2 separate regions of the Triticum aestivum genome follow, and region 2 is linked to region 1. The links are chromatin contacts, called in public HiCAR-type maps. All regions are on one chromosome and are shown on one strand. The core of a region is the stretch at or near the end of the contact, and the rest is flanking DNA. Distances in the headings are between cores, read along the strand shown.

The links. HiCAR-type assays count read pairs that join an accessible place to other places.
Region 2: a contact with region 1 is called in a HiCAR-type map of leaf, with 4 times the contacts expected there. The contact joins the promoter of LOC123111519 here to the promoter of LOC123111518 in region 1. A contact is called at or near these places in 1 of 5 Hi-C or Micro-C datasets (leaf) and 1 of 1 datasets of contacts at active chromatin or transcription factors (leaf).

Annotation. Positions count from the first base shown.
Region 1 is chr5B:301,826,439-301,833,115 of IWGSC CS RefSeq v2.1, forward strand. LOC123111518 (tropinone reductase-like 3) reads right to left here and starts at 1,615. Exons shown (of 6, transcript XM_044532325.1): 1 at 1,329-1,615; 2 at 1,126-1,242. The coding sequence starts at 1,460.
Region 2 is chr5B:302,139,315-302,146,007 of IWGSC CS RefSeq v2.1, forward strand. It overlaps LOC123111519 (probable plastid-lipid-associated protein 2, chloroplastic), which reads left to right and starts at 3,041. Exons shown (of 3, transcript XM_044532326.1): 1 at 3,041-3,568; 2 at 4,694-4,892; 3 at 5,716-6,302. The coding sequence starts at 3,141. The coding sequence ends at 6,027. LOC123111520 (a long non-coding RNA gene) reads left to right here. Exons shown (of 2, transcript XR_006454522.1): 2 at 359-933.

The DNA of each region.
Region 1 (6,677 bases), core at 365-2,864:
TTATAAAGCCTTCTACTGTAATGGTATTGCATATCAAATGAGAGTACAAATATCCGCTCCCCAATTCTTATTTCTTCTTTCTTCTTCCCCAAACTAACTCTCTTATATCCAAAAATCCATGTTCTATCCACCTAAAAAATTCCCCATTCTATCTCCAGGGACATTACAACTTGTTTACTACCACAATCATTTCAATACTACCTGGCTGCAATAATCATAAGTATACATGCAGATGCAGTAAAGTATTTCAGATATGAGCACAAACTATCAGCTCATAATTGTGGTAAGATACAAAAAAAAAAAAAACAGTTCAGATGCACCCAAAATGAAATGCTAACCATGAACTCTTCCTACATCATTAGGCGCAGAGAAAATAAGTAGGACTAAGCAGCAACAAAAATAATGCAGTGACCGCCATAGTTGTGGATACACATGTACTGCTCTCCAAATGAGAGCTCTGGTTTCAAAAGAAAACAGTTTTATTCAGAATGGATACTGGTACAGCGCGACAGCCATATTGCGCAACACCCACTGGTCCTTCCATGTTAACCACGTCTCCATCACAAACGCAAACACATGGCCGCAACATGCAATCAAACGGCCAGCAGCGTGTCCCACTTCAAGCCTCCAAGCTGAACATTCGCGCCCTACTGGCCCTCTTTGTTTCAACTTCAGTTGGCTACGAATCACCTGTGGATTTGCTTCACTGAAGTACACTTGGACGTGCTTCAGGCAATTACACTGAAAATGGCCTGAATCCAGCTCCAGCTTCACTGGCAAGCTGATTCCAAATAGCTGTTTGTTTCAGCTTCTGGTTTTTCCTAGGAGAATCTGCTGCCTAATATTGAAACAAACAGGGTCGCAGAATAGCAGTTTCGCCCTCTCCTATTTTGTCTAACAGCCAACAAGAATGGTATGCAGAATTCTGGGAACAACTCACAGTCTGGTAAACCAACACCTCACCCGGGCCGAAAATTCCACTGTAGAGTGCCGATCTATTTAAAACTGCAGCTCCTATGTAACGAATCTGACAACGTTGTAACCCAAGAGCCCCAGGCCCCAGCACTGTCGAACGGAATCTCCTCGCCCCACCACCGAACTAAGAATAGATAGCCTAAATCTCACCTTGACGGCCGTGTCAACAAGGTGCTTGCGCTGCTCGGCGTTGGAGACGTGGCAGACGGCCCCGACCACGGTGATCCCCTTTGCCCTGAGGCCCTCCACCGCATCGTCCACGTTTTTCTGCAGCGCCAAGAAATGACTCGATCAGAGAAAGAAAACCACGCGGCCGACGCAATCGAGAGCCCAGGAGGGGAGCGTGGCTGGACCTGCTTGCGGGAGGAGATGACGACCGCGGCGCCCTCCCGGCCGAGGCGCTCGGCGATGGCGAGGCCGATGCCCTGCGTGGAAGCCGTCACGACGGCCACCTTCCCCTCCAGACGCCGGCACTTGACATCCATCGCCGGCCTCGCCGTGTTCCCTTTGCTACGCGCCGCTGTCTTGTCCCGATGGAAGCGTGCGTTTATGTGAGAGACGCGGCGATGCCGGATATCCGCTTCGACCGGCGACCCTAGTGCGCTCGCTTATCTGGACACTGGAGCGTGGGCCCGGGTAACAACTACTCCCTCCTTCCATATATATAGGGCCTAATGCGGTTTTCGAGGCTAACTTTGACCAAATGTTAGAGCAATAATATATGACATGCAACTTACACAAAGCACATCATCAAATTCGTATGTGAAAGGAGCTCTCAATGATATAATTTTCACATTATGCATGTCATGTAGTATTAATTTTATCAATAGTCAAAGGCGGTCTTGAAAAACGCATTAGGCCCTATATAGATGGAAGGAGGGAGTAGCAAACTGTCTGTCGCCAACAATTTTCATGTGTGAGTAATGCTGACAGTGAGAAAAATAATAAAATAACGAGAATGCTAAATTTCTGCGGACCGGCAGTTTGCAACAGATCCGAACGATCTGGATCTCGTTCATTACGGATCGAACGGTAGTTAACACCAGCTTCGAAGCGAGAAAAAGAAAGGGACGTGGATGAGTATCGAACCCGCGACGCCCTGTACGCACACCTCCGCACTAACCATTTCACCTAGATTTTGTCTTTGTTAAAACTGCGAACACTTTGAATTTAATGCGCAGTGGATCTTTGTTTGAGATTAAAAATCTGAATAAGTTGCTAATTTGATGGCGCATTTAGTGGAAAGATTTCCTGAAACGTTGATGTCCGTGATTTTCTCTCTGGATTGGATCCATCATGATTTTTTCTGTGCGCTAGATCTATTGGTAGACCCTATATACACGGATTTTTTAGTCAAATTGATGCTGAATATGGGATTCGAACCCACACCAAGCAGCTGACGTGAAACACTTACTAACCAGCTCAATTAGACTATTTTTTATTTTTTTGAAATTGTCAATTAGACTAATTGTTGTGTAAAAGGAAGCACGTCGCACCCTTTTGACCATTCCACGATGTTTTCTTTTTCTCTTTTCTTTGAGGAATCTCCATCACGCTCTCGTCCCCCTATTTCTTTCTTATTCTTATCGACAAATCTAATTTCCTGCCGACTGTTCGTCAGCAACAAGCACGAACGACCCACGAACCGTACGATTCGCATCTCGCGGCAGCGACTGACCGCTTCTCCCGCAACAATGGGAGTCGACGCACGACCCACTAGTTATAGCACACGCAGCCAACCATCTCGTCTGTCTCTTTCACATGCCTAGGAGCAGGTTAGTTGTGTTATCTACTTTCATTCTCCAGGATTTTTAAGCCCTCTTATTTTAACTCGTTTAATTTTTCTTTGGAGTTATTGCATGCACACATGCACGTGAGTAGGTGAATTGTTATGGGGGTGCACGTAAAAGCATATCGATGCGTGATTTGAGGAGCCAGAAGAATAAATCATCAACAATAAACTACATGCAAAATTAATCATCACCTGACCATCGAAGGAGTTAATGCCTAAACTTGCGTGCATAATTAGTAGCTGGTTTTTGATCCATAGGCCCTATGGTAGCATGGTAACTTTACGGATCATAGAGGTGATAACTCATGTATTAATAACAAGGTAATATACACACCGTAAACCCGATGACCTATGTAAAAACCGTGGTAATTTTTTCTAGTAAGGTATTTTTTTCAAAATGATCGTAGACCCGGGGAAAATGAAGGTGAATTTGAAAACCTATACACAACGTTGACATGATAACCCACGAGTATTAACAACATGGTACTTCTGCCTAAATAGCATGATAATATACACAATGTGGGCATGGTAAATTACGCATAGACACGTGGTAACCTAGGCCGAGAGAAAAAATAGTTGTTGAAACCACACCCCTGATAATTTCTTTGGAAATAGAATGGTAATATATGCATCGTAGACCTGATAACTCAGGTATAAACATCATGGTAACTTTTTAACCCGGAGGGGGGATAGTTGTTGAAAGCATACCTTGGTAACTTCAATGTAAATAGTATGGTAATATACGAATTGCACACTTGACTTATGCACAAACACCATGGTAACTTTAGATCGGGGCAAAAAAAAGTTCAAAACATACCCATAGTAAATTCTGTATAAATAGGTGGTAACATACGCACAACAGAGTTGATAACTCAGGCATAAACACCATGATAACTTTGAACTGAGGGTTGTAAATAGCGTGCTACTATAAGCATCGTATACATGATAACTCATGCGCAAACACCATAGTAATTTTGACCTGAGGGTGGGGGGATGGGAGGAAGTTGTTTGAAAATATAGGTCCCTCCCGACAACCTCCATGTAAATAGCACAGTATAATATACACGTTGTAAACTTGATAACTCACGTACAAAACTCCATTGTAACTTTGAACCGGAGGAAGGGGGAGGGGAGGAAGTTGTTCGAAGACATACCCTCAACAACTTATGTGTAAATAACGTGGTAATATATGGACCGTGTGCATGATAACACACACACACACACACACACACACACACACACAAGCAACACGGGTATTTTTTGTCCGAAAAAACAAGTTGACAATGTACCATGGTAACTCACGTATAAAGAGCATGATAATATACATATATCAGAGCTAATAGCTTACTTAGCCCATGCCGGGTAACTATTTGCACGGAAAAAATCGTCAGAACATATCAACACGTGATCTAGTTTACTAGATCTCATCGTGATGGTTTTTTGCGTGAAAATGAGTTTTTGATCGGACACACAGTTCACGCTATAAAAACATTTTAAAGTTTAAAAATAGGGAAGCATCTAAGATGACATCCATTTCCCCTTTAACGCATTCAGGCATGTGCATGTGAAGCGAAGGTTTGAGGAACTATTTTTATGCCCCTGTAATCCCTTCCTAAACAATATGATAACTTATGCACAACTGACATGGTAACTTGCATAGCAGATGCGTGGTAACTGTTTTCTCGAAAAAAAAGCTCGTCGGAACATATCAACATGGGATCTAGTTTCGAAGGTCTCACCGCGACGAATCTTTTATGTGAAAACGATTTTTTGATCGGAGCAACGGTTCAAGCTACAAAACATTTTGAATTTTAAATTTTGTTAGAATCTCTGCTGACATCACCATTTTTGTCTTACATGCATGCATGCATACTTAATTAAATCAATTGGAGCTAATTAGCACAGGAGAGTCACGCGGGCTCAAAAATTGTTCGTCTGCATGCAAGTTAGAAAAGGGAGGAATCGTGCGGATCTGTTGCTTAATTTTAGTACGTGTGGAAGTTAGCACAGTCCATAAAATAATACTCTCTAGGTCCATAATTACTTGTCGCGGAAATGAATAAAAATGACTGTATTTAGATTTTAAAACTAAAATACATTTAGATAAATATATTTAGATACATTCATTTTCGCGACAAATAATTTCTGACGGAGTAAATAGTAATCTAAGCTTGTCTTTTCGTTCCAACACATTGGTATTCAATAGTGTTTTAGGGCATCTTCAAATCGGACCTCAAACCTCTAGAAAACGTCTGGATCGAACTATTCGGATGCAATTTGTCATCCAACATTGTCCCGCATCGTTTCGTGGATTAGTCTGCTTGTCTATTCCCCCGCAAATCAAAAGCAAACTAAGAAAGCTTTGTGGGAGTCCAGACTGCCGCCACGTAGGACTCCAACACCCCCGACTCACCCAAAACCCCTTCTGGACCCTCCGCTTTCATCCTTTCCTCCTTTGCATCTGCTTTCTCCCTCGTTGACATCGCCGCTCTACCACCCCGGCCGCCCCGTCAAACCCTTTCTGGACATCCACGGTCTCCACCGCCACACCTGGTCCCCGGTCGCCATGCCACTAGTCCTCCGTCGCGCAAGTACCATCCGCCCCTACAGGGGTCACCACGCCCGACAACTGTTTGGTGAAATGTTCGTGCTAAATTTTTTTGTCCTTTCTTTGAAGCAATGGATTTGAACATGGAGTACATATACGAGCACTTGAGTCGTCTGACAAGGAGGACTATGAGGATGAAACGGCGATGATGCAGGCGGTCCTTGTAGACATGGAGCGTGCGGAAGAGCGTGTTCTCAATTTCAATAGATCAAATCAAGGGCCATCGGGTGTTGAATCGGAGCAGTGCACGGGGCATTTGATGTTGATGGATGACTACTTCTCCCTCGATGCCCTATTCATGGACATTTTTTTGTCGGTGCTTTTGGATGAGACTAAAATACCTTCGATCGCCTATACAATGGTGTCTGATCCTACAATGACTATTTCCTCTTGAAGAAGGATGCCAAATGAATGACTGAATGATTGCATTCTCTGGTTACCAGAAGTACATGGTTGCATTGTGGATGCTTGCATATAACATGGCCGTGAATTCGTAGGATGAGTACCTTTGGATGTTTGGGAGCACATGCAGAGATGTCATGATCAAATTTGCTACTGCGGTGGTCGAGATGTTTGTCTCTCGGCACTTGAGAGAACCAAATGTTGCAGACACCAAGAGGTTCTTGGCAATGTCCAAAGCACGAGGGTGCTCAGGTTTGCTCGGATCTCTTGATTGCATGCATCGGAGATGAAAGAACTATCCAAAAGCTCTACAAGGGCAATATCATGTTAACAAGCCCACCATCATTCTTGAAATAGTTGCGTCGGAGAACCTCTGAATTTGGCATGACCGGATCTCACAGTGACATTAATGTGCCAGTCTCCATTGTTTGCTAGGCTAACTCAAGGGCAAGCTTCTCTTTGCAACTATACTATCAATGAGCATCAGTACAACATGGGCTACTATCTTCTTGATGGTATCTATTCTCTATGGGCTACCTTCATCAAGACGGAAGGAAATATGCCCTAGAGGCAATAATAAAGTTGTTATTTATATTTCCTTATATCATGATAAATGTTTATTATTCATGCTAGAATTGTATTAACCAGAAACTTAGTACATGTGTGAATACATAAACAAACAGAGCGTCCCTAGTATGCCTCTACTTGACTAGCTCGTTAATCAAAGATGGTTAAGTTTCCTAACCATAGACATGTGTTGTCATTTGATGAATGGGATCACATCATTAGAGAATGATGTGATGGACAAGATGTTGGGGACGCAGTAATTTCAAAAAAAATCCTACGCACATGTAAGATCCATCTAGGTGATGCATAGCAACGAGCGGGGAGAGTGTGTCC
Region 2 (6,693 bases), core at 1,791-4,290, 310 kb after region 1:
ATTTAGGTGTTTGTGTTTGTTTTAACTTTGGACATTATGATTAAGGTGTTTTTGTAGTAGTTGCATCAAAACAAGCTTATGACTAGAAACAACTTAAGGAGAATATGGATTGCTAACCCACTTGAATGTCTCACATTACATTGATATTGAGTATGTGATCATATGTTAGTGAATGCATTCTTGTCGGGGTTTCAGGGGATGAGGGTAAAGAAGTTTTTTACATTAATGTTCATAATTTGGAGTTTGTACAAATAGCGTCTCAACGGATAACCGGTGAATCTTTTAATCAATTTAAGTTAGTTTCTACAACAATTTTGTGTGGATTGTGGAATTTTAAGAATGACCTGGTCTCTAACAGGAAATGTTGGTTAAATACAAAGTATGTCTAGAGCATGGTGTTATTATGTTAGAGAAATTGTCAAGTATCTTCTCAATGAGTTGGAGGGAGGAAAATTGGTGGAGCAATTCATGGTGTTGCTACTCTATAACCTGAAGATGATGCTGCCACTGGAACCAACCTCTAGAGGTGGAACAATGTGAACTATGTGCTTTCTTCGTAATCCAATGTTGGAGGTACACTTCACGGCGCGAGAATCACATTCTAATATCTCGAGAAGCACCCCACAGATGGTGATTCAAGCCATGTCCTTATATGAGAGAACCGGGGCTTTGGAACTTCGCCCCACTAGTAGAGTACACTTTTAGTTTGTACTTTGTGTTTTGTACCACCTATACACAAATTGTTTTGACCGTTCTTTTAATTTCCCAATGGTACCCGTAAGGGATGTTCCTTTTGGAGGTATGATAGTGTGACCAATTGGTTTCCTTTCAATGAAATGGAGTCATGCATGACGGGGAGAACACACCACCAGTGGCGAACGAAGAACGACTATAAGTAGCAGACGTAAGTGGTGAGTGGATGCACTTGCGAGCCACTCATGTATATATTACCAGTGGTGGGAATATATTCCTACCCGGCACTAGTATCATTGCCCAAGTCAAAATAATTGTTCTCCTTCAGTGTTATGCCAGTGTTTAATATCATGATAGCATTTTGTAGATGACATCTCATCACATTACATGACAAAGATAAATTGATGTATCAACATTCAATAATGCATCCATATAACGAAATTGCAATACATGCATAACATTACATTGATACTCATGATTACATGCATGCAATCCCACTTTTCATTTCGGAGATAAAACATTCTGAATTTTGAAATATGAAAGTTTCCTACTGACATCATCTATTATATCCTTATCTACATGCATGTATATATGATTTTTTTAGTAAGGAGATTGAAACCTCTGACCCCTGCATCATTGTGATGCACACAACCATTTTTCTTAAAGTTGATGCAATACAATGAGGCCAAACACATCAACAAATAGAGTACATAACTTAGATAACTACGACATGCCATTACAAGATATGAAATTAACACCTACGACTAAGTATGACTTATTACACAACAACGTCTTCAAGAAGGGATACACGCCCTTGTCCCGTCCTCGCCACGTTCGGCCAAAGACAACCAAGACAAGGATCTTTCATCCTGATTGTTGAGACTAACTAGTGAAAGCTAGCAAACAGCGAGTAGGCGTCACCTTCATCAAGGTAACGACACAAGTTCATCGATGTTGAGTCCGATCAATTAGGGGCACAACACGGGTTTTCACCCTAGAATTGAAGCAATGCTCGAGTCACCTTCTTTATGATCTCCCAATAGTCACGTCCACTAATACACCACGACCGGTACGGCCCTAGCGGATGGTGTGATGACTAGTAGAGCATTCTGCACTATATCTAAATGAGTAACGTTCGTATGTTTTTTGCGAATAGGACCCATAACTATGTTGAAATTATGCAGTGGTACAACACAAACCCATAAAAGTAGAGAATTCCAGGCAGAACCATGGGGAAGCAACCCAGCACGGGATGAGGGCGCGCCGCTGCCATCGCTCTCTCCCGAAGCCAACGATAACCTTGGTTATGCGCATGGATTATTGACAGTGGGAAGTCTCCATCATCGGCCGAGTAGGACCAGCATGCAAGAGAGAAGCCACACTGGCATTGCATCACCACTTGCGCTGGTTTCATGAACCACGAACGCGTCGAGGAGTCGTCACCAACGAGAGCCAACAAATTCAAGGTCCAGAAGATGCAAAGAAGCCCATCGACGCCGAACGCTAACACACCACTGCACTAGCTTCCACCAACCTCATTGCCGCCTCTGAGGAAAACACCGAGATGAGGCTAAGATCGAGGAAGACTTATTCATTGTGCCGCCGCTGCCAACATCAAAACATTGACACCTGAAACACTATCCCTAGTATGTACAGACCGAGGGCACAAATCCAGGGCTCCCCAAATCTCCCACTGCTGCATCAGCCGGCGAAGAGGGGAGGGGCCCACGGCATGGCCGACGGCTAACCAAGGGAACTTCTCCGCCTCCCTTTAGCCTCTTGCATGAACGAACCGCTGCTGCGAAAGAAAAGCAACGCCGGTCTGCTACTACATTGCATTCTTTAAAAATATATTATAAATTGATTTTTTTATCGATATTACAAACTAAGTTGGGCATGACAGAGCCAAGCAACGTCAAAACTAAGGAAAAACAATAAAAAGAAAGAATTAGGGAAAAATAATAAATACCTTTTTTGGAAAAAATAATAAACACTTGGCCTAACAAAACTGTACACGCGAGGAAGAATGGGACAGGACACATGGACCGCCAGTCGTCGAGGTGCTCCGCAGGTCTGAAGTGGGGACCCCAAGCGTGCACGTCTCGCATGCTCGCATAGATCCAGATCACTCTGGAAGCCTGCAAGCATCCAGTCAAACACCATCCCATTTCATTTCGCAAATGTTCGGCCAAGCCATTTTTTCAGGCCCACGTTTCTTCTCCCCGTCGGCACCTCGCGGCGCACTCTCAGGCGACCACGCGACCAACGCATCCCGCGCCAGTCCCACCGCAAGCACCTCGACGCCTCGACACGTCTCTCCTCTCTACAAGTACTCGCGGCGCCATAAATTAAAGGCATTAAATTATTGCGCATCGCCGAGAGAGAAAAAAAAAAGGAAGACCGTCGCAGAGGAAGAGGAGCACGCGAACCGAACCGAGCCTCGCGCCATGGCGGGAGTAGCGTCCCTCAACGCCGTGTCCCTGTTCGCGCCGTCGCCCCAGGCCCCGGGGGCGACCGCCGCCCGCGGCCGCCTCCTCGTCCCGGCGGCCCGTCGCTTCCCGTCGCTGCGGGCCGCGCGGCGCGTCGTCGCGGCGCGGGCGGCGCCCGTGGACGCCGACGACGAGTGGGGGAAGGAGCCGGCGGTGGGAGGGACGGCGGTGGCGGAGGCGCCCTCGGAGGCGGCCGCGGCCGCGAGCGAGGTGGCGGCGCTCAAGCTGAAGCTCAAGGCGGCGCTGTACGGGACGGAGCGCGGCCTGCGCGCGTCCAGCGAGACGCGGGCGGAGGTGGTCGAGCTCATCACGCAGCTCGAGGCGCGCAACCCCACGCCGGCGCCCACCGAGGCGCTCACCCTCCTCAACGGCAAGTGGATCCTCGCGTAAGCCTTCGGCCACCCCTCGCTCCGTTCCTTGCTTCGTTTATTAATCTACTCATTATGCGATTGTAATTTGCGTAGTGCGTAGTTCCATTCCTACTGGTTTAGCTAGGGTCGGTGGAACTGATCCGATGGATTCTAAACCACATGGATCAAAGCTGATAAGTCCATATATATAGAAAAGGGGGACATGATTTGGTGTGTTTTAGATTGTCTTTTTCTGTCCCAATTGGAAATTCGGATAGCTTGCAAGTATATGGTCCACGGTATATTGCAATCGCACTTATTTACAAGTTTCTCTTGATTGCTTGAAAAAATAAATAGTTATATGCAATTTTATGAATGTTTTTGTTATTTTAGGGATGACATGTTAAGGATATGGCTGAGTTGGTTAGTTGTCATGCTCAAATAACTGATGTGGCTGACTTCTATTTCCTTAGTATTGTGAGAAAAAAGAAATATAACCTCCGTTGTTTTAGAAATTTAGAGTTATTCAAGACAGACATCATAGTTCACATCAGTGATCTGTGGTGTGATATTTTTGGTAAAAAAAATATTCTAGAGAATAGGCAAATTGATGTGCAAGAATTTTCAAAAGCCAACAGGTCTAATTCGTTTGGTAAATATTATGTTTGCATGATGTGCTTGCCACATGCTCCTCTATGCTTTCAGATATGTTTGTTTAAGTTATGTCAAAACTGGATGTTTAGTTTTGGCATTTTTTTCTTGCTTATTTGTTCGGTAGGAGAACTATAGCTATATCTAATATTTTACTCTAGCACTTAAGGTAAACCTTTTAAGTAATCAATTTGGAGTGCTAAACTTAGCCGTCTGAAATCCCTGGAACAGACTTTGCTATTAAACAGAAGTATGTGTATAAGGGACTAGTAAAACATAACATTCTGGTAGCTGTTGCTATCGTTTAGTTGAGGATATGCCAATCGTTTCTTTGTCATTTAACGTGCTCTCAACATCATTAAAACCACTTCAGCACGTATCTGAATGGGATGCATTTTTTTAGTATAACCGGGCGGGATGCTGAAGTAGTCCATGGTAGTGAAACTCTTCTTCTGTGGAATTACAGCGTCTTCGTTTAATTGTGGAGATTGATTGATTAGGTGACTGCAGGTACACATCATTTTCGCAATTGTTCCCACTGTTGGGGTCTGGAAGGCTACAAGCTCTTGTCAAGGTGGACGAAATATCACAGACTATTGATTCCGAGAACTTTGGGGTGCAGAACTGCATCAAGTTTTCAGGACCTTTGGCGTCAACTTCAGTGTCCACCAATGCCAAATTTGAAATTAGAAGCCCCAAACGTGTACAGGTGTGATTCTCCTGTCCCAACTGAGTAGTCATTTGGTATATATCTTAAAGCATTGTATCATGTCTATCTTGGCATTTCCTGAATGGCAATGAAATTTTAGTAAAATTGATAACATTGACAGAATGAGCATCGTTTTTCAAGGTTTAGGCTCTCAAGTACAGTAACCTTTTTTTTACAAAAATGCGCAGTTTTCAGGCATTTCTGTAGGTACTACAGCATTATTGCATTTTCAGTTGCTGCTCAGTCATTCTATCGACTAGTTCTGATGTACGCGTTAACAAAACATTATTCAATCTCAATGGTAAAAATAAGGGAGGAAACATAGAAATGGATTATTCATGGATTGTTTCTGAATCATGGGCAACGTAAGGGGAACAATTCATGGTGTTAAAGTAGCTGCTAAAGCCAGGAAAGTCACGGTGATAAGTGATAACACATGTGTGGTTACTGGAGAAGCATGTTTGCCCTTTGCTTGCTAACTGATTAGATTTTTTGCATTGCTCAGTCCCTAGGTGCCAGTAGGGCTTTTGGACACTGTTAGATTCATTGTTAGGTTGTGAAATCCAGTGCAACTAGAACCCACCAATCTGCATGAAACACTCTTTAACAATGATGAGATGAACACACATGAATTTAAACAGGACAAGAAAGCCCGGGCATATGCAATATGTTCGCTTAAAATGTCCGTCTGGTAAGTTAATATTTTAAGTGTTTGCAGATGCACCTCTTTCTCCACCCACCTACAGTATTTAATCATCACCACAAGTATAGCCAGTTTTGGTAAGTGCTTCAGCATAGCTCACATAGTCCTCATTGTGTTCAGATCAAATTTGAAGAAGGCATCATCGGCACTCCACAGCTGACTGATTCCATCGTACTGCCAGAGAAGTTTGAATTCTTTGGACAGAACATTGACCTGAGCCCGTTGAGCGGCATATTTACTTCGATCGAGAACGCAGCGTCCTCCGTCGCCAAGACCATCTCCGGTCAGCCTCCGCTGAAGATTCCTTTCAGGAGCGAGAGCGCTGGGTCCTGGCTGCTCACAACCTACCTTGATGCTGAGCTTAGAATCTCAAGAGGAGACGGCAGCAGCATCTTTGTGCTGTTCAAGGAAGGAAGCTCGCTCTCAATATAGGCCAAGCGTACCTATTCTCTGAATAGAATTTGACATGGAGAAAGGGAATCCAATAGATAGTTGTTGTGCCTATTTTCTTATATCCTGAATTCGTGTGTTTATAGTTTGTCCGTGCCAGTGTGTGGGTGTGATGTATATGTAGCTGAACGAACTGCCATATGCCTTTGTAAGCCTTTGGCCGTACTAGTTTCGGTAGACTGTGGAATACAAAGATACCCTAAGTTCTTGTAAAAATGCTAAGTATGAAAAATGGCTGAAGCTCCTTCTCTATGGTAGTTACCTCGAACAGTCGGCCTAGTCCGAAGCTCATTGCTATGTTGCGTCTCCCTTTGCTGTTACTAGTACATAATTTCTTTGTTCTTGTAATAAAACTTAACCATGGTTGCTGGTATTCGCTCCTGTTATTTGCTCCTGTCGTGCTGCACACCTGCAGACGCAACGGTGCCCTCCTTCCTCCCTCCCCTCCGAACTCCCGTGACTCCATGAGCGAGCATCACTTCTCGGAGCCTCGGATAGTGTGATCTCTGCGCCACCTTCACAAAAGCATCTTCAAAATAGCAAAGCCCCTAGCAGCTGCAAAGCCTCACCCAACCAGAGTGCTTTCACCTCATACCTCCCTCCCTACAGAATCCCAGCTTGTGTGATCTCTGCGCCACCTTCACACGC